Regions from separate parts of the Mus musculus genome. Here all the other regions are linked to region 1. A link is a contact called in public HiChIP or PLAC-seq and promoter capture Hi-C data. All regions are on one chromosome and are shown on one strand. Each heading gives the region's core, a stretch centred on a gene start, on an enhancer-like site or on the middle of the called end of the contact. The rest is flanking DNA. Distances are from core to core; before and after follow the strand shown. Region 1 holds the start of Eif4a3 (eukaryotic translation initiation factor 4A3). Region 2 holds the start of Cybc1 (cytochrome b 245 chaperone 1). Region 3 holds the start of Ogfod3 (2-oxoglutarate and iron-dependent oxygenase domain containing 3). Region 4 holds the start of Csnk1d (casein kinase 1, delta). Region 5 holds the start of Ccdc57 (coiled-coil domain containing 57). Region 6 holds the start of Dus1l (dihydrouridine synthase 1-like (S. cerevisiae)). Region 7 holds the start of Arhgdia (Rho GDP dissociation inhibitor (GDI) alpha).

Evidence for each region. Promoter capture Hi-C pulls out the DNA fragments that hold promoters and counts their contacts. HiChIP or PLAC-seq counts read pairs in DNA pulled down with a chosen protein or histone mark. Capture Hi-C pulls out chosen DNA fragments and counts their contacts.
Region 2: a promoter capture Hi-C map of liver shows a contact between it and region 1, with 2.9 times the contacts expected there. The contact joins the promoter of Cybc1 here to the promoter of Eif4a3 in region 1. A contact is called at or near these places in 3 of 39 promoter capture datasets (the C10 cell line, liver and pre-B cells) and 1 of 9 other capture datasets (liver).
Region 3: a promoter capture Hi-C map of pre-B cells shows a contact between it and region 1, with 4 times the contacts expected there. The contact joins the promoter of Ogfod3 here to the promoter of Eif4a3 in region 1. A contact is called at or near these places in 1 of 39 promoter capture datasets (pre-B cells) and 1 of 9 other capture datasets (liver).
Region 4: a promoter capture Hi-C map of pre-B cells shows a contact between it and region 1, with 5 times the contacts expected there. The contact joins the promoter of Csnk1d here to the promoter of Eif4a3 in region 1. A contact is called at or near these places in 2 of 39 promoter capture datasets (liver and pre-B cells) and 2 of 115 datasets of contacts at active chromatin or transcription factors (large pre-B cells and pancreatic cancer cells).
Region 5: a contact with region 1 is called in an HNF4G HiChIP or PLAC-seq map of pancreatic cancer cells. The contact joins the promoter of Ccdc57 here to the promoter of Eif4a3 in region 1.
Region 6: a promoter capture Hi-C map of pre-B cells shows a contact between it and region 1, with 4 times the contacts expected there. The contact joins the promoter of Dus1l here to the promoter of Eif4a3 in region 1. A contact is called at or near these places in 1 of 39 promoter capture datasets (pre-B cells), 1 of 484 Hi-C or Micro-C datasets (embryonic stem cells), 2 of 115 datasets of contacts at active chromatin or transcription factors (pancreatic cancer cells and stem cell-derived neural progenitor cells) and 1 of 9 other capture datasets (liver).
Region 7: a contact with region 1 is called in a promoter capture Hi-C map of pre-B cells, with 2.6 times the contacts expected there. The contact joins the promoter of Arhgdia here to the promoter of Eif4a3 in region 1. A contact is called at or near these places in 2 of 39 promoter capture datasets (erythroid cells and pre-B cells), 1 of 484 Hi-C or Micro-C datasets (B cells) and 1 of 115 datasets of contacts at active chromatin or transcription factors (pancreatic cancer cells).

What each region holds. Positions count from the first base shown.
Region 1 is chr11:119,298,741-119,301,337 of GRCm38.p6, reverse strand. Eif4a3 (eukaryotic translation initiation factor 4A3) reads left to right here and starts at 1,295. Exons shown (of 12, transcript NM_138669.1): 1 at 1,295-1,510. The coding sequence starts at 1,342.
Region 2 is chr11:121,228,001-121,230,597 of GRCm38.p6, reverse strand. It overlaps Cybc1 (cytochrome b 245 chaperone 1), which reads left to right and starts at 1,289. Exons shown (of 7, transcript NM_144832.2): 1 at 1,289-1,559; 2 at 2,128-2,270. The coding sequence starts at 2,186.
Region 3 is chr11:121,203,370-121,205,966 of GRCm38.p6, reverse strand. It overlaps Ogfod3 (2-oxoglutarate and iron-dependent oxygenase domain containing 3), which reads left to right and starts at 1,319. Exons shown (of 9, transcript NM_025402.2): 1 at 1,319-1,478. The coding sequence starts at 1,405. It also overlaps a transcript of Hexdc not described here.
Region 4 is chr11:120,990,022-120,992,618 of GRCm38.p6, reverse strand. Csnk1d (casein kinase 1, delta) reads left to right here and starts at 1,286. Exons shown (of 10, transcript NM_027874.2): 1 at 1,286-1,684. The coding sequence starts at 1,609. LOC115486436 (a long non-coding RNA gene) reads right to left here and starts at 1,255. Exons shown (of 2, transcript XR_003949839.1): 1 at 1-1,255.
Region 5 is chr11:120,931,573-120,934,169 of GRCm38.p6, reverse strand. Ccdc57 (coiled-coil domain containing 57) reads left to right here and starts at 1,298. Exons shown (of 19, transcript NM_027745.1): 1 at 1,298-1,454. It overlaps A430102A20Rik (a long non-coding RNA gene), which reads right to left and starts at 1,306. Exons shown (of 3, transcript XR_880367.2): 1 at 1,079-1,306; 2 at 762-829; 3 at 158-614.
Region 6 is chr11:120,795,080-120,797,676 of GRCm38.p6, reverse strand. It overlaps Dus1l (dihydrouridine synthase 1-like (S. cerevisiae)), which reads left to right and starts at 1,282. Exons shown (of 14, transcript NM_026824.4): 1 at 1,282-1,534; 2 at 1,954-2,200. The coding sequence starts at 1,964.
Region 7 is chr11:120,580,326-120,582,922 of GRCm38.p6, reverse strand. It overlaps Arhgdia (Rho GDP dissociation inhibitor (GDI) alpha), which reads left to right and starts at 1,299. Exons shown (of 6, transcript NM_133796.8): 1 at 1,299-1,401; 2 at 2,530-2,597. The coding sequence starts at 2,552.

The DNA of each region.
Region 1 (2,597 bases), core at 46-2,545:
ACAAACAGTGCAATTAAGCTGCATTTTAAACAGTATCCCCAAACTATAATTAGACTCATTTCAACAGGCAGTATGAAATGGAGACTTTCCATTCTTTTCTTAGGAGGTCATTAAAATCCACGTGTACTTTACAGCAGAGATTGCAAAACCACCCTTAAAGTCAGGCTTGCCAAACTGCATGAGCACCAGGAATAAATCCTTGTGGAGTGAGAAGGCAAGAGAACTTGGAACTCAGTTGTTTAGTCCCAGAAGGGTGGCCAGCTCTGTGTCTTCAATCGTTTACCTGGTCTGGACAAATCCTGATACCAGAGCAAGAGCAGAGCTCTCTAGGGAAGGAGGTGATAACTTGTTTTATTTATTTATTTATTTATTTATTTATTTTTGGGCGGACATACTGCAACCCACAACTTCTCCATGAAAAGATAATCTGGTTATAACGAAACATATCTACACAAAATGAGGTTTCTTATAGTAGCTTTAAAAGATTTGTGTTAGTGTGTGTTTGTGTGAGTGTGGCCCCCACAGAGGCCAGAAGTACTGGATCGCTTGGAGCTGGGGAAGACAGGCTGTTGTGAGTCACACGGTCTAAGCGCTGGAGCATAACAAGGTTCCCTGGAAGAGGAGTAACGGCTCTTAACGATTTAGTCATCTTTCCTCAAAAGCAGAAAAAAGGAAAGAGGCCAAGTGCAAATGAATGTTTGCTAGAACTCGGGGTACGGCTCGATCCACCCTCAGAAACAAACAAAACAGACAGACAGACGTGCCCCAGTAAGGAGCAAAGCCCTTGTGGAGCCTACGTTGAAAATCAGGATTCTTCAGAGTGACTGGGGTCAGCGGCTCTGAAGGATTCTCAGATGTGATGGCAGCTTAGGCGGCCCCTGCTCTCCCCTCGGTCCCCACTGATTTCCCCAGCCACCCCGGGCGAGCAGCTTGATTCTCCCGCCGCTTAGCGCTGCGGTTGCCATGGCAACGCAGTCAGCTGCGAAGGAGCGCGGAGCCCATCGGGCGGTGCCATCTTCCCTTGCCCCGTACCCTCGGGGACACCCTGGCGTCCGTCTTGCTCCTCCCAGAGACCCACATCCCTATCCCGAGCCGGCTGCGGACATCCAAGGAGCCGAGAGTACGGAGAGCCGCAGGCGCTTAGCGACGGCAAGCCCAGCCTCTCGCCGAATCCCGCGGAGCGCGGAATATCGCGAGACCTGGAGCGCCGTGCCTTCCGCCCCTCTTGACGCTCTTCCGCGGCGCTGCGGCGCGTCACTTCCTCCCGACCGGGCCGGCGGCGCGCGCCTTACATCCGGTTCCCGCCGCGGCTTGCAGTTGTCTTTCTGCGGAATCCGGATCATGGCGGCTAACGCCACGATGGCGACGTCTGGCTCGGCGCGGAAGCGGCTGCTCAAAGAGGAGGACATGACCAAAGTGGAGTTCGAGACGAGCGAGGAGGTGGACGTGACCCCCACGTTCGACACCATGGGCCTGCGAGAGGACCTGCTGCGCGGCATCTACGCCTACGGTGGGGCGCGGGCCTCGAGGCGGGGGAGGTTGGGGGCCGGGCCCCGGTAGGACGGGGTTAGGCCCGGCGGCGACGAGCGGCTCCGCCCCAGAGCTCCGGCCTGCTCCCCCGGGGCTGCAGTCAGCCAGGCTCTTCAGTGGCTCGTGTAGCGAGCGGATCGCCATGTGTGTCCCCCGAGGTGCCCCGAGCTTTGATGGGGAAGTCGCGGCTCTAAGTCTGGTGGGTTCTCGCCTTAGGGAGTTTAAAGCTTTCTAGGGAGGCGAAAAACACGAAGCCAAAGTGCTTCAGGCGGTGGGAATTGGGAAAACAAGAGAATGAGCAGCTGGGTAGAGTAGGTAGATTGGTAGGGGACAGTTAAAAGAGCCGAGAGAGAGCTCCCAGAGGCGTTCATAATCACCAGGGTGACCCTGGCTTCTCGAAGCCATGGCCAGACCTGTGCCAGGAACAGAAAAAGAACCCCCTGTCATGTTTTAAACGCCTGGGTAAAGATTTTGAGATTCATTCCTAAATACCGCTGGAAGCCACTGCAGGGCTCTAAGCAAAATTGACAGGATCGGGCTTACAGTTTGAAAGTTTATCTTGGTGTCTGGATTTGGAGTTAGAAGAGGAGGCGGGGGTGATGGCCGGACTGTAGAAGAGAGATGCTGATGTTGTCGTTGAGTTGGAGCTGGATTTTTTTTTTTTTTTTTTTTTTTTGAGTGAATGGTCGGTCATGCTGCTGGTGTGTGTTTAGGAGCATTTAAGGGAGGCCAAATGAGCTTTGTCTTTTTGTTTCTGTCCTTTTCTTTTTTCCTTTTTTTTTTTGAGACTTTCTCTTTGGAGCCCTGGCCGTCCTGGAATTCTTTGTAGACCAGGCTGGCCTCAAACTCAGAGATTCCCTGCCTCTGCCTCCCAGATGGTGGGGTTAAAGGTGTGCCACACCAAGCCAGGATTGTTGTTGTTGTTGTTGTTTTGAGGTAGGGTCTCTACCTAGCCCTAGCTGCCCTGGAACTCACTAGACCAGGAAGATTGGTCCCTCCCATTTTTAATGATACCCAGCTTGGGTTTTCGGTAATCCCAGATGTAGGCAAGTTGGCAGCCAAGAATA
Region 2 (2,597 bases), core at 40-2,539, 1.9 Mb before region 1:
TGCAATGGGATCTGATGCCCTCTTCTGGTGTGTCTGAAGACAGCTACAGTGTATTCCTATACATAAAATAAATAAGTAAATATTAGAGAGAGACTGCCTCATCCAGTTTTCTCAGTATATACTGTAACTATAAATTGACAAAACTTCAAGGGTCATGCTGTGTACTTTTATAAAGTCATTATAAAATTAGGAATCCCATAACAAGTAGATCTAAAGAGAACGGTAAAGTAATGGAAATCTCTGCTCCAGCATGCCGTCCTAGCACCCACAGATCATCGTAGGTATGTTGGAGGCAAACTACAAAATAGGAACATGTGATCCAGGTTTTACGTCACTAGTTATTGTGTGTTAGGTCTGAAAGAAACCGGGGACAAATGGCTAACTGAGGTGCCTATTGACCATCAAAGTAGATGATGGCCATGCTCTCAGCAAGTACCTGTTACAGAGTCCTGACTCCTCAGCTCTTGCCCACTACCCTAGACCTCTCTAACCCTGCCCAAGCCCCTGCCTTCCCTTCCCTTCCCTCCCCTCAACTCCCCTCCCCTTCCCTTCCCTTCCCTCCAACTTCTCTTTGCCTATAAAACCCAGACATCGTGACTACGTGCTGACATCTGACATCGTGACTACGTGCTGTCTGCCCTCTTGGTCTTTTGTCTCCATCTCGCCTCTCTTCATCTCTTACTCTGCCCCTCTCTCTTTCCTCTCATGGCTCTATTCTGCTGGACATGTTCAACCAGACGCTTCCATATGTGCTTTCCCTCACATTTACAATAAGAAACTCGTCAACAATACCTAGGAGTGGCCATGTCCCCACTTTCATTTATTGTGCATCTTTTGTTAGATTGACCTCGGGTAGTCAGATCATGTTTGCTATACCTTAGGCATCTGGTGAATATGACCTCTTATCATTTCCTGAAAATTACAGATCTAGCCAGGAGGCGGTGGCACACACCTTTAATCCCAGCATTCGGGAGGCAGAAGCATGAAGATCCCTCTGAGTTCCAGGCCAGCCAGAGCTACACAGAGAAACCTTGTCTGGAAAACCCAAAAAACCCCCCAAAAACAAACAAACAAAAAAACCCAATCCAGATCCACTCACTCCCCAGGCTTCTAAACCACGCCCATATCCTGCTTAACTAGGAAACCTCCTTGAGTGACATCTTTCTTGGTTGGCCAAGGGGCTAAATTCAGGTGCCCTACCTGTCCCTGTCCCCAGGAGTGTGAAGCACAAAGGCACAACCCCCGACTGCGTAATCACTCAGTCTCCACCCCTGGGAGGTTCCCACCCAGCTCTTATCCCGGAAGTCTGCGGAACAGAAGTCCGGAAGTTCGAGGGGCTGTTCTCTCCCACTCATTCTCCTACAAGTCCCTCGTTGTCCGCATAGGTGCGTGTCCTACAACTTTTCGGGTTCCGACCCGCCGAGCCCTGTGCGGGTCATCGCTTGCGGATCTGGACCAGGCGCAAGGCAAATTGAGGAAGCCGGGCGTGTGCACTCCGGAGGAGGAGCCAGCGTAACGGGCCGCTAGTGGAGCTTGTTGGTAACTGAAGCCAGAGGGAGGCAAGTTATGTGCCTAACTAGGATTCTTGAGGATGTAGGGTATGAAGCTTGATTGCCCCTGGGAATCCAAGGAGCCACTCAGAACTGGGGCCTTGGGTGTTAATCTCCAGACGTCCTGCCGCAGTGTCCCATTAATTCGGCGCATTTGGGCCATTGTTAGGTAGTCTGGCGTCAATAACAGGGATCTGACAGCTTATGAATGTAGAGACTCATACACGATGGTACTTTCACTTCCCGTTCTTGGTGGGAAGAGTTGTTTCTGGAAGATTCGGGTAAGGTGCCGGAAGCCTGAGTTGTGTGTGTGTGTGTCGGGGCGGGGGAGGGGGAGGGGGCTTACTAATGGAACAACTTAAAGATAAGAGTTCAGTCAAGAAAAGGGTTCACAAGACTGGGGGCTTGGAAGTGAGTTCAGACCAACACCAAATTTGTGAGCTGTGTAGCCCCGATGCCCATACATAATTGTGAGTTAAGTGGGCTCATAAGAGAAAGGTGTTCGGGGTCTGCTGTGGACCTTCCCCTGGCCTCCTGACTGGACTAATGAGGTGCTGCCTATGTGCACTGGTTGCAGGCTTCAGTTGTGTTTTTCCAAGCCTGGTCGGCTGTGCAGTAGAGCCCAGGTTCCAAGAATGTATATGCAGGTGGAGACACGCACCAGCACCCGCCTCCATCTGAAGAGGGCTCCAGGCATCCGGTCTTGGTCCCTGCTGGTCGGTAAGGCTTCCCACCCCCCACCCCACCCCCAATCTAAAAAGCGACGTAAACAGCTTCTTTGTGTTCTATTAGAGGTTCTCAATACAAGGCCTTGATAAAGCATGTTTCATTAACCCTCAGGGTGCCTTTTCTTTCAGATGGCATGCAGGACCGACCCCCTTGCATGCTAGGCACACTCTAACACTGAGATACCCTCCCTGCCTTGCAAGCTGGGCACACTTCTTTAACACTGAGATGCCCTCCCAGCCTATCTGCTTTTTATGAGGTCACTATAGTTTTCCTTCTGTGTGACAGGTGATCATGGGTTCCCATCTTTCCTCTTCCCTG
Region 3 (2,597 bases), core at 70-2,569, 1.9 Mb before region 1:
GGTACCAATTTGTCTTAGTCAGGGTTTCTATTCCTGCACAAACATCATGACCAAGAAGCAAGTTGGGGAGGAAAGGGTTTATTCGGCTTACACTTCCATACTGCTGTTCATCACCAAAGGAAGTCAGGACTGGAACTCAAGCAGGTCAGGAAGCAGGAGCTGATGCAGAGGCCATGGAGGGATGTTCTTCATTGGCTTGCCTCACCTGGCTTGCTCAGCCTGCTCTCTTATAGAACTAAGACTACCAGCCCTGAGATGGTCCCACCCACAAGGGGCCTTTCCCCCTTGATCACTAATTGAGAAAATGCCTTACAGTTGGATCTCATGGAGGCATTTCCTCAACTGAAGCTCCTTTCTCTGTGATAACTCCAGCTGTGTCAAGTTGACACAAAGCTAGCCAGTACACCACCCCACCCCCTCCTGAGGAAGGAGGATTAAAGTTTAAGACTTGCCTGGGCTATAAAGGAAGGTCAAGGCTAGACTTTGCAACTTAATAAGACCCTGTCTCCAGACTAATAAGTAAAATAAGGACTGGATTGCTTAGTGGTACAACACTTGTCTAGCATGCAGAAGGCCTTAGGTTCAATTCCTCGTACTGAAAAACAATTAAGGCAGTGGTAATTTGGAGAGATGGTGACTAGCTCCGTGATACAGCACCGGCTGCTCATTATGCCAGGAACCCTGCGATCCACCCTGGCTACTGCAAATAACAACAACAATAACCTGAAAAGGGAATAAACTCTACATATATCAGAACTGACTATAGTTTCCATTACAGTTCATTTCTGGAGGACACTGAAGCAGTCAAGATATTAGAAACAGTTTTCCTACCTTCTGTAAAATCACAAGCGATTATTAAAAAGAATTACAGAGTTGTGCATCCAGTTGCATGATTTCACCTGCTCGTCCTGTGCAAGGACTCAAAAGTCCTAGCCTTAGGAACCACACCCCCCCTACGCTCGCCCTCAATCCCCAACCCTGCCCGACCTGCCACTCTCAGGCAGTTCAAAGTCCCTGACAGGCTTCTCAATGCAGCTCTCGGGGCCGGGGAAAGGAGAGGGCGGCGGCCGTAGGAGACAGGTCATCCGGGCCCAGCACAATCGGTGGCTGTGGGCTTGACTCACCCGCGTCGCCGCCGCAGCCCAGCTACAGGAGAAGACAGAATTCCGCAGGTGCCTCAGGGTTGCAGTGCCAAGGGCCGAGAAGGCTCCGCCTCCCCCCACCCCACCCCACCCCCGCCACCGCTCGGCCTCCGATTGCTCTCGTCTGGCCGTGAGCCGGACGAAGACCGAGCGCGTCGCTCCCGCGTCCCGACCCCGTTCCCGCCTCGCTTTCGCTGTCGCAGCTATTGCCCCGAGTTTGGTGGCTCTCGTGTCGTAGCTGGCTCTGCGACGGCTGGGCCCGATGGCGCCTCAGCGGAGGGGACCACCCAGAATTCCCGAGGGAAGTAGTGCTGCAGAGCGCCGGCGCGCGACCAGGTAGCGGGATCCTTAGGGACCGGGAGGCCGCGCGCCACAGCGGGCGGAGCCTGACTGGTGTGTGTGGGCGTGGCCACTCCGAGGGCGGGGTCGGAGGGAGGCAGAGCGTGGTCTTGATTGCTGTGTCCTTGGCAGAGTGAGGCGTGGCCATCCCAGGGGTGGGACCTAACAGGGGTGGGACGTGCTCATGACAAGGCGGGGTCTGACTCGTGTCTGGGTTGGTCCCTGGCTAGAGGTGACAGGTGGGACCAGCCCTACTGAGACTTGAGCAGGCTTAATTTAGAGAGAGGGCGTGGTAGTGTGGGCGTGATTGATGTGTTGGGGCGTGACTTGGTTAGTGTATCCTGCGGCATCCTTTCTATAGTGAAAATGTCCACGTGGCTGCCCACCTCCAAGCTCTGCACAGAGGCCCTGCCCACAGGAAACCTCTTCTTGGAGTCGAGCTGCATTCAGTCACGTGAACAGGTTTCTCTCGCTAGGGACCCTTTTTGAGCCTTTAGGACTCCCCACCCACTACATGGTCTGTCTCCTCACATCTCTGCTGGTTACCTCATCCCAGCCTTTCACACCTCACCTATCCAAAACTGGCCTTGTGAGCCTCTGTCAAACCCACACCTGAAATGGTAACTAAGAAACGGAGTCCTTAGGGACAGGGACCTAACTCTGACAATTCTGCATGTATTTTGAGACCTTTCCTGGACAGCAGAGCTCAGCCACTCTAGTTATACACACAGAAGTGTAGAGACACAGACACAGCTTCATCAGGGACCGGACCACACAGACCTGGGTCGTAGAGGAAACTTACACATATCATTTCTGACATTCTTCTGTGCTCTTTCTGGCTCCAGGTTTATGATTTGAGTTAAGTAGATATGCTTCATGTACGCTGGTTTACGTACACATGTGTTCGTGTAGAAACACAGGCTTGGGATGGGGCAGTCATATATGGATGCATGAGTGATCAGAGACTCACATGCCCTGACAATCCTCCAAATAGGTGCTCTGTGGGCTGGACAGAAATTACCTATGGTCAGCCCACAATTTTTTTGCCCATTGAAGCACATATTCAGCCCTGTCTGGTCAGAGAAGACAGGTCCATATACTGCCTGGGAAGCTCTT
Region 4 (2,597 bases), core at 37-2,536, 1.7 Mb before region 1:
GGTTGGTAAGAGAGAGGTTAGGCCAGATACCAGGTTTGCTGTTTTCAGTTCAATATAGGGGCTTCTCAGATGAAGTTAGGTATTGTTCATCAACAGAAAAAAAATTATACTTGAATTCTGTCAGTAAGATTATTTTTACTAGTTTGGCCGCATCTGGCTCTGACTCCTGGACTAAAAAGCTAGGCAGTTCCCATACCTGCCGCTCAGTGACCACTGGTTTCAGTTTGCCTTGTGGTGTCTTCTGTCTCCGGCTGTGTAATGCTCCCCAACCTGACTGCCAACTGTGTGCAGGCAGGCACTGCAGGACCACCAAAAGGAAGGGTGGTGGAGCTGGGAGACTAGAAGACATGTCAGCTCCACGTGCTTCTGCAGGGCTGCTGAGTTGTCATGCAGCGTGATACCCTGTGCAGATGCTACGGGTGCTAGCTGACCAAATAGAAGCATTACACTCATCTGTGACTCTCGTGTTTCTGGCTGGGTGAGAGTGGGCCTAGAAAAGCATCTATTTGGAAGGTTGTCCCCTCCTGGTTAGGGGGCACCTCCTGTGTGGTAGCTCCTCCAGAGTCCCTCCTCAGTGGTCAGAATGGACAGCCAAGTCTTGGAAGCTGGCCGTCAGCCTGAACTTCAGAATTCATGTTTGTGTTTGCCAGGGGAACATGCAGATCCAATGCAGACCAGATAAAAATGTTGACTCTCTCTCCAGGCAGACAGCCCTGGAGAGCGATCAGAGTCTGAGACATACCCTCTACACCCTCAGTGAACTCAACACTGACCTTCCTGCCCACAGTGGGTCCCAGGAAGACCTCTTTTCTTCCACCCTTGTGTGCAAGAAGCTGGCAGGCAGCAGCAGGCACGTTTTGCACCATTCAAAGCCCACAACTGGTGATTCCTACAAAAGCTAACTGTCTACCTGTGATCTCAGAGCTAGGCCTGGACCGCCCTCTCTGCCCTTTTCCCCTATCTGTAAAGGGCCTTTCCCGGGGTCTACAAAAGGAACTGCTATTCGGCTTCTCTCTGCCTGTTTAGGGGCAGGGTCGCTATAGCCCAGGCTGGTCTCGAACTCCCAAGGGCTGGAACTACAGGCATTTCTTACCACACATGGCTTAGCTTCCTCGGACTTCTATTGGAGACAAATGGGAAGACCAAAGAGACCAGCTGGAGTCATCCTGCGGGAACGGTGGACACTGGGACAGAGAAACAGGCCTGGTTGCGACTGCGCAATCCATCAAGTAGCCAAGCCCCGCCCCCGAGCACGGTGGCCCCGCCCCCTTGGGTTGCTAGGGGAAGTGACGTCACAGCGCGATGGCGGCGGCTCCTTTAGGCAGCTGAAGGGGGATTTAGGCCCGGAAGATCCGAGTCCATCCGCGGCGGGGAGAGGGCGAGCGGGGCCGGCAAGGGCCGGAGCAGCGGCGGCGGCGCTCGGACTGTCCCATCCGCCCCGTATTGAGGCGCTGAGAGCGACGGGGCGACCGGAAAGCGATGGTGAAAGCGGGGCCGTGAGGGGGGCGGAGTCGGACCGGACCCGCAGTAGCGGCAGCAGCGGCGCCGCCTCCCGGAGCGCAGACCCAGGAAGCGGCCGGGCGGGCAGTAGCGAGCCGCACCGCTGCCATGGAGCTGAGGGTCGGGAACAGGTACCGACTGGGCCGCAAGATCGGCAGCGGCTCCTTCGGAGACATCTATCTCGGTGAGGCCCGGCGCCATCGAGCGCCCGGGGGCCTTGCGGATCGGCGGGCGGGGTCCCCGGCAGGCCGAGGCCTGCGGAGGGCCGGAGTGGACGTTCGGCATCCCCGCAGCCGAGGGCCCGGGCACCGGCCTCGGCCAGACACCAACGGCCGCTGTGCGAGCGCGGCCGGGGGGCTGGGCGCGGCGCGGCGGGTCGGGGTGGGGTGCGGGGAAGGGCTGGAAGGACAGGCCGGTCTTGGGGACTGCAGGCCGGGGGGCAGAGCTCGGAGCGTGTCTGGGGATGGTCGGGGACCCGGGAGAGGAAGAAGGAGGCCTAGAGGCGGGGGCCAGCGGGCCTCGGTGGTGGGGTGTCAGAGGGCGTGGGAAAAGGACTGGGGGCGGGGGCCGGGGGGGGACAGCGGGGAGGGGGAGGGGAGAGCGGGGCAGGGGAGGGCAGCAGGCTGGGGGTGGGGCCCGGAGGGGGCAGGGCCTGGGCCGGGCGTCAGCATCCTCCCCCACCTAAGGTCACCGCAGTAAACAAAGGCCATGCTCTGCTCCGCCAAGGGTCTGGTGCTGTTCCTCAGCTCTGCAGTGGCGTCCTGGATGTTTTCATGTGTGGGGGAGAAATGTCAAAATAAGCCAGATGTAGTGTGGAGGTGGGGAGTGTCCCGGTCAGAAATGGGGGAAACGACCGGCTGATTTCTGAGGGTTCTTGGAGCAGTCTGGGCCTGCTCTTTTCCACAATGGCATCTCCACTTAGCTGACCCGCTAAAGGGATCACCCATAGCCTCCTGGCTGCCACTCTCCTCCAAATCAGGACTGAAAATGTTCCCTGTGCCTGGCCTGAAAGGCCTTGGTTTGGTTGGGGTCTTGAGGATATGTTGAGCATCTAAGTTGACTACTGGACACCCGGAAATCAACAGGAATGAAGTTTT
Region 5 (2,597 bases), core at 49-2,548, 1.6 Mb before region 1:
AGACAAGGGGTGTGAACATACTTGTGGAATGGGGCTGACCCTTGGACCCCTCAATTAAGGCAAGGGTTTTACATTTGACAGCAAAGAACTGGCAGTTGAGGTTACCTCACTTTCTAATAGAACAGAAGGCCCCTAGAAGTTCAGGGGACTCCCTGGCTGAGAAGAAGGCTACAAAGACAAGCTGGTTGGGGGAAGGTTCAAACACCAAGCATTTGCTGTCAGGAAGTGGGGACAGCAAGTTGAGGGAAAGAGACTGACGGGTAGAGGAAGACGGCAGGATATAGGACAGGAAAGTAGGAATGACTAGACTTCTTGATACTGCCCTCCTGGAGGAGGGGATTCCCAGACACTCCCCATCCCCTAGGAATTATGCTGGTTTAGGTGTGTATGCCAGTTCCAGGACCAGGCCACAGTTTAACTTCTTCAGTATAAAGAGATAAGAATACCATTCTTTTTATTATTTGTGACTGTGTGAACGTGCAGACCATAACATATGGGGGATAGGGAAGACTCATGGGAATTGGTTCTCTCCTTCCATTCTGTGGGTCCCAGAGTGTGAATCAGGTCATCAGACTGACACATCCACAGAGCCATCTCCCTGGCCCTCAGATGACCTAAGGATTTAAAGAAAGACAAAGGCGAGCCTACAACGAATTCCTGGGGCTCATGCAGGCCCTTCCCAGCAACCAGCCCCATTCCATCCAACTCTTCTTAGTCCAGGACACGCTCCATGAAAGCTGGGGTCTTGGAGGATCATTCACCTTTTGATGCTTGGGGTTTCAGACCAAATCGTGGATGGACTTCTTGTGACTGCGCCTTACCCAGGGCTCTGAAAGAGGATCAACTTCTTCACTTAGCCCTCTCCGCCTGGCGACATGCCCTAGGTGCAACCTCCACCCACTCTTGCCATGTGCACCCTTGTTACAGTCTCATGTGCAGTCTACAAAGGGAAAACCTGAGTCCCAGAATAACTTCCCACCCACGACTTGCAGGTTCCATCCCTGAGCTCCCAGTCCCTCCGCCTACAGGCACCTCCTGCTAAGCTGAAGTTAGCCCTTTGGGACTCCAGAATGGGCACCTTGGGGACCCTCAGGACAGCTGGGGGAGGGCACAGGGCCCCGTAGGTGTAGGTCCTTGCTCACTGGCTCGCACTACTCAGGGAGTCTGCTAGGCCACGGAACCCCAAGCGTCTCTTCCTTCGGTACCAGCGCACAGGTCGGAACTCTTTTGTGTTGAGACTCCTGTTTCTGCCCGGCGGGATCGGAGCGCCGCTCAGGGTGCACCGGGACCAAGGTTACTGACTCCAGTCGCTATGGTAACGTGGCCCGCGCTGTAGGTTCGGGCGGGAGAGTGCTGGCGCTCGGAATCCTGGAGACCCGGGTCCCAGCTGGCGCAGCTCTAGGTCGCACGCGGGAGACGAAGCTAATTCCGCTGGGACCGTCCTGGCACACGCGGTGAGTGGACGGTCATCGCATCAGGTTCTTGCTCCCCTGTAGCTTTCTTTGACTCAGACTCCCAAACGCCTACCTCGTGATTAGCCACACGCGCTTCACAGCGCTTCAGTCCCTCACTGACTTCATTAGTCCATTATCTTGTAGACTACTTGTCATCCTGGCTTGGCCCGATATTTTACACAATTAAGTTACACATTTTAAACAAGAAAATGGCGCGCTCGTGCCTCCCAGAAGGCAAACGCCCCATTACTGGGGAATACTTTCGTCGCCAAGGTTTGAGTGGTTTAAGTGGTGGCTGCCAAGGGGCTAACATAAAGTTATTATTTTCTACTCGGCATGGTGGCACATGCTTTAAAATCCCAGGATTTGGGGGCAGAGGCAGGCGGATTTCTGTTATTTCGAGGCCGGCCTGGTCTGCATAGTTCCAGGACAGCCAGAGCTATGTAGAGACTCTGTCTTAAAATCTAAATAAATAACAAGGTTTCTGTTTTCTTTCCTTTTTTTTTTAAGATTTATTTATTTATTATATGTAAGTACACTGCAGCTGTCTTCAGACACATTAGAAGAGGGCATCAGATCCTACTACAGATGGTTGTGAGCCACTATGTGGTTGCTGGGATTTGAACTCAGGACCTTTAGAAGAGCAGTCGGGTGCTCTTACCCACTGAGCCATCTCACCAGCCCCCAGGTTTCTATTTTCTTATTGTAAATAATAAACACCATTTGGGGAGGTGCTTGACTGTGTAAAAGTCTTGCTTTTAACCATATTTTCAGCTACTAATTTTAGCATACGTCAGTGAAAGCTTCCTGATTTTTTTTTTTCTTTTGATTTCATGTTTTATTCTTGCTATGTTGGGTGCAGAAAAAGAATCACAAGTTAACTGAATCAAAGGCCATTCAGACCATTCGGACTGAAGTGGGATCCAGTTTCCAGCAGTCTTTATTTAGAATCGGCATCAGTGTAGGTTTCAATCACTGCTCTGGCAGCTGGGGCCCAGGGAGAGCTGCAGGAAACAAGAACAGGCTGTATTCTCCAGGGCTCCTGCCTGGGTACAGGTCGGTCCTCCCTGGGAATAGCAGGTGGAGGATAACAGCGACTCCAAGGGATGGGCTAGTCATGAAGAGATGGAGATCATTGATGTC
Region 6 (2,597 bases), core at 33-2,532, 1.5 Mb before region 1:
CTTGTGGGTGTTGGGAACTGACCTCAGGACCTCTGGAAGAGCAACTAGTACTCTTAACCTCAGAGCCATCTCTCCTGCCCCTCTTATTTACTTTATTTATTTTTTATTTTATTTTTCGAGATAAGGTTTCTTTGTGTAGCCCTGGCTATCCTGAATTAGCTCTGATCTAAATCAGGCTGGCCTCCAACTCACAGAGCTGCTCCTGCCTCTGCCTCCTGAGTGCTGGGATCAAAGGTGTGGTGTCACCACCCAGCTTCCTGTCATTTCCTTACAAGGCAGAAAATTAAAGTATCATAAATGGCTTGAGTAATGCATATATATTACATTATATCATTATACCGTTATACATGTATCATTATACATACATATATCATTATAAAGTATGTATCAGCAATTGTTCCAAGGCTGGAGAGCAGGACTCAATGGTTTGTGGAGTTGGAAGTCTGACCACAGAGGGAAAGGCTGGAAGCATGTGAGTTGCACGATACAAACTCTGGATTCTGAAAACTCGAGGTGCATGGAAGCAGTGTAGAAGGATTAAAGAGTGGTCAAACAACTCAGACATGGCGGTTCAGGCCTTGAATTCTGTGTTGGGAGGCAGAGTCTGGTAGATCTCTCTCAGTGAAATACATCACTACTATTAAAACAGTAACAGTTTACGGCCATAGTTTGGTTTCCTGTTTAAAATACCCTGACAAAAAGAACTTAGGAGAGAACTTTTTTTATTTTTGTTTTTGAGAGCTGGGGAGGGTTTCTCTGTATAGCCCTGGCTGTCCTGGAACTCACTCTGTAGACCGGGCTGGCCTCGAACTCAGAAATCTGCCAGGCCTCTGCCTCCTAAGTGCTGGGATTAAAGGCATGAGCCACCACTGCCCGGCCCCATATCTCTTTATGCATGTTCCTTCCCTCTAGCAAGCGACTCATTACTCGACAAAGGCCTGGCCTGCTGTAGCCTTTTCTACCCAGGATCTGAAGTAATAATTCTTTATCTCGTTTCCTATTGTGGTGGTGTACTAAATTTACGTCTTGTGTCTGCAGAACCAAGGGCTGCTCCTGGATTGCGGAGGTGGGTTGGGGGATAGAGGTGGGAGGAAAGGCCTCCGAGTGCCAATTGTCTGGAAGGGACAGCGTGACCCCGGGCATGCGCAGTCTGTTCTTGCTCAACTCTCTCGTTTCCACAAGGCCGGTCCCTTCAGCGCTGAGCTGCAGTTTCCGAGGACTTTATTTTTTGCTGCACCGCAGACGGTGCGGAGCGCCTGGCAGTACGCTTCCGGCTCCGGCACTTCCGGCGGCGTTGCGCTGAGTCTGAGCCACGGCGCTTGGCGGCTCCCGCCGCCTTCGTGCGGGTCCTGCTGGCGGCGCCGCGGGTCAGGCAGAGGCTACGGGGCCTTGTGTGCCCCTTTCTTTGGAGCGTGCCCGCAGTCACAGACCTTCATCGAGCCCTGGCCAACTCCGACGGTGCGGGAAGTAGTCCTAGTTCAAGCCCCGTGGACGTCCGGTGGCGGTCTCGGGCCCCAGCCAGCCCAGGGGTTAGGTAGGGGCAGCTCAGGGGGCTCTGGGCCCGACCAGGAAAGGAGCCGTGGAGGCTGACGTGCTCGCTACTCTCCCAACCCAAGATCCGAGGCGGCGTCAGGCCTCGTGCAGCCGGGTGGTCTCAGCTGTGCAGGTCCCACAGACCTGTTCATCCTCCACACCCGCTGCACCAGGCTGGCGTTTAAGGGGAGAAGGTCCAGAGAGGGTGAGTGGTATGTCAGGGTCACTGCCAGAAAGGTGGAGGGAGGGCACCTCAACCCTGTGCCTACGGATACCTCTCTTGTTTTCACCGTGTTCTTGGGAGAGCCGACAGCAAAAGCTGACGAGAGCGGTCAGCTCCTGGAGTTGAACTTCGTACCCTCCTGGGGTATGATGGTATACCATGGCTGAAATGAGCGCTTGTTCCTCTTCTGCCCTTAGTGTGGAGAGGATGCCCAAACTGCAGGGTTTTGAGTTTTGGAGCCGCACCTTGGGGGGTGCCCGACATGTGGTGGCACCCATGGTGGACCAGAGTGAGCTAGCTTGGAGACTTCTGAGCCGCCGCCATGGAGCCCAGCTATGCTACACCCCTATGCTACATGCCCAGGTCTTCGTTAGAGATGCTAACTACCGCAAAGAGAACTTGTATTGTGATGTGTGCCCCGAGGACAGGCCTCTCATTGTGCAGGTGAGCTGAGGGACTGGGTAGCACCTAAGCTCCAGACCCTGTATATAAGGACAGCATTCCCAAGCTGTCCCTGTCATATACATATAACCCAGGAGAAGGGTCGGGGTCCCTGAAGTCCTGCATGACACATGCTGCTGAGTGGGCATCCCCAGAACTGGGAACTAGCCAGAGTCCCGGTGAAGGGGCAGCTTGGAGGACGTGAGGAGTGTAGCACCAGTGTCACCTTGATCCTTCTCCGTCTCAGTACCCTCCTGTCGAGAACCAACAGTTCTTTACAAGTCTGTGCCAGTGGCTTCTGTTACATGTCATTATAGCTCATATTCCTAGTGGTTGTCATATTGTCAATGTCGGTGGAAAGACCATAGCTCACTGAGTCACCATGGGATTCCTCACAGGG
Region 7 (2,597 bases), core at 50-2,549, 1.3 Mb before region 1:
TGCCCTCTTCTGACCTTTATGGGTACTGCACACAAGTGGTTCAGAGACTACTTCAAAATATTGATATGCATAAACATAAAAACGCAGCTTTGGAAGATTTGTACTTTGAGCGTCAAACCAGGGAATTGTGGGTGGCACAGAGCTCAATAAACCAGGCTCATCCAGTTGGAGGACCATGAGCCTCCTGAAAAGCCAGCTTGACACACTTCGTTGGGCACACCTGTGTGTAGGTGGAAGGCCAGCCAAATTCATCATACAGTAAGAGTGGGGATAGTCACGTGGCTTTTTGTTTTAGAATAGTTCTGCATAGAAGAGCAGCTACCTGGATGTAGGGTAATGATATTGCAAATCCATCTTCCTTAGAGATAAAAATAAATGAGCTTGAAAGAACACTTGGTTTGCTTCAGATTGATGTATAGCCAGAGGGTATGCGTGCTTGTGTAAAATAACTGGGCCACAACTGAAGATGGAGAGTGGAGGCCATTGGATTCCTCATCTTTTAAGTTTGATGACTCTCCGGAGCCAACAGCTGTTTCCTGGATACCACAGGGGCAGGTGTGGCCAACAGAGCAGGCCAGAAGCGATGGCTTTTGTGGGATTAAGCTATAGAAGTCCCCGTAGTGCCCCTTAAATTCCTGCCTCCCCTCAGTCTGAGGCTACACTCAGAAGAAGCCAACATGGAGTGCCCTCACGGAGTAGCAGGAACTGAGACTCCTCAGGAGGAACTGGAGTGGCTGGCACAAGCACACGACCGGGAACCCCCCCAGCCAGGCCCTCCACTAAGGAGGCTCCATCCTCAGCGTCGTGAAACACGCCTGGCGGTGATGGTGCACGCCTTCAATCTCAGCATCCTGGAGGCAGAGGCGGGCGCGTCTCAGGGATGAGGTTCAAGATAGGCAGGCAGCCCGTTCCAAGGAAAACCGCTCCTCACAGCAAAACCATACAACTTCTAACATACGGGGGCTCGGGGGGCACGCAGTCCCCAGAGCAATGCGCCAGGCAGCACAGCTACAGGGCACTGCGGTCGGTGAGGACTGTGGTTCTGTTGACTCTGAGGACAATGGGACAAGGGCCAGGCACGGCAATCAGGGAACCCTGGGAGCCACAGAATGGCCGCGCGACGCTGCTCTGGAAGAGCCGGCTCTCGTGTCCCACAAACCCTCGCACCCGGCATTCGGCAGAAGGCGCGAGGGCGCCGGCCCACGCGGGACGCGCCCACGAGGCCCGCAGCAAAATGGCGACGGCGCCGACCCGCGCCCCCTGGCGGCGCATGCGCAAGGCGACCCCGCCCGCGAGAGCGGAAGTCTTGTGACCCCGGAAGTGACCGTCCGAGCGGCGGGCGGCGGACGACGTTCGTCATTTGGTGCGGGAGGGAGCGCGAGAGCGGCGGTCGAGCCTCCGGTGAGTGGGCGCGTGGCGCAGCGCGGTGCAGTGCGGGAGGGGAGTGGGTTGGCTTTGTGCGGCGTCGCGGGCGACTGCGGCGCTCGCGGGCGGGGCGCGGTCACCCGGGCGGGCGGGCGGGGCGGGCCAGGGCGGCAGCGCAGGTCCTGCCGGAGGGGCCGCGGCCCCCCGGGCCTGCGCGCCTGCTACCAGGGGACCCCCTTCCTCGGCCTCGCGGGCGGGGTCCGGCGCGGGGCCTGGCCCGGGGCTCCCGCCGCGCGGCCCCGCCCCGCTCGGATTGCGGGCTCTACGGAAGTGCGGGCCGCGCCCTGATGCTGTCGCCGGCGGCCACGCTTGGCGTCGGGTGGGGTTGTCTGTAGCCTCCGGGTTTCGGACCGCCGCTTTATGTGTTTCCTTGGCGGACACCTCTCAGAGGGACAACGGCCGGGCTCTTCCCGGGACCGCTGCGCATTGCCTGTAGGCATCACAGTGGGTTTCCGAGAGACGTTTGGGAATCTGCGGAACTGAAAGGCATCTAGGCGCTTCCGTCCTGGTTGGTTCCTCACCGCCACTAAAGGTTTAGGGTCAGGGCCCAGAAACAGGCTCCTGAGATTTATTTGCAAGCGGTGCACTAGCTCCCAAGTTGCATACGCAGACCCTCACTAGAGAGGACAGACCTGCGTATTTAGGATCCCCTTTGGGCTCTTGGGATTTAAGCGGTCATCACATAGTTGAGCTTAGGACAGTATTCCATTGGAAGGGACGAACAAACAGACCCTTGTCCTGCACGTGGCTAACATACAGAGCATCTCCCTGTCGGAGAACTTACCTCCATGACCCAACCCAGTAAGATGAGAGCCTGGGCAGCTAGGGACAGCAACAGGACCCCAGGGATTTAGTGTTGCGTCTGCCAGTTCAGTTCGGTCTGGAGGCTTATTCTTAGTGGGGAGGAAAGGTGTTTTGCTTCTCTGAGGAACAGGCTGTGGTCCCATTTCGTTGCTTGGGGTTCTAGTCCTCTCAAATGGGCCTCTGCGTAGGGCAGTGGCAGCATCCTCTCAAAGTTCCAGTCAGGTGTCCTGCAGGTGTCAGGGTCTGCCTAGGGTGGAATGCCTCCAGGCTGTCACAGTCCTGCTCATGCCCCGCCCACAGGTGTCCCAAGCTAGAGGTAAGCATGGCAGAACAGGAACCCACTGCTGAGCAGCTTGCGCAGATAGCTG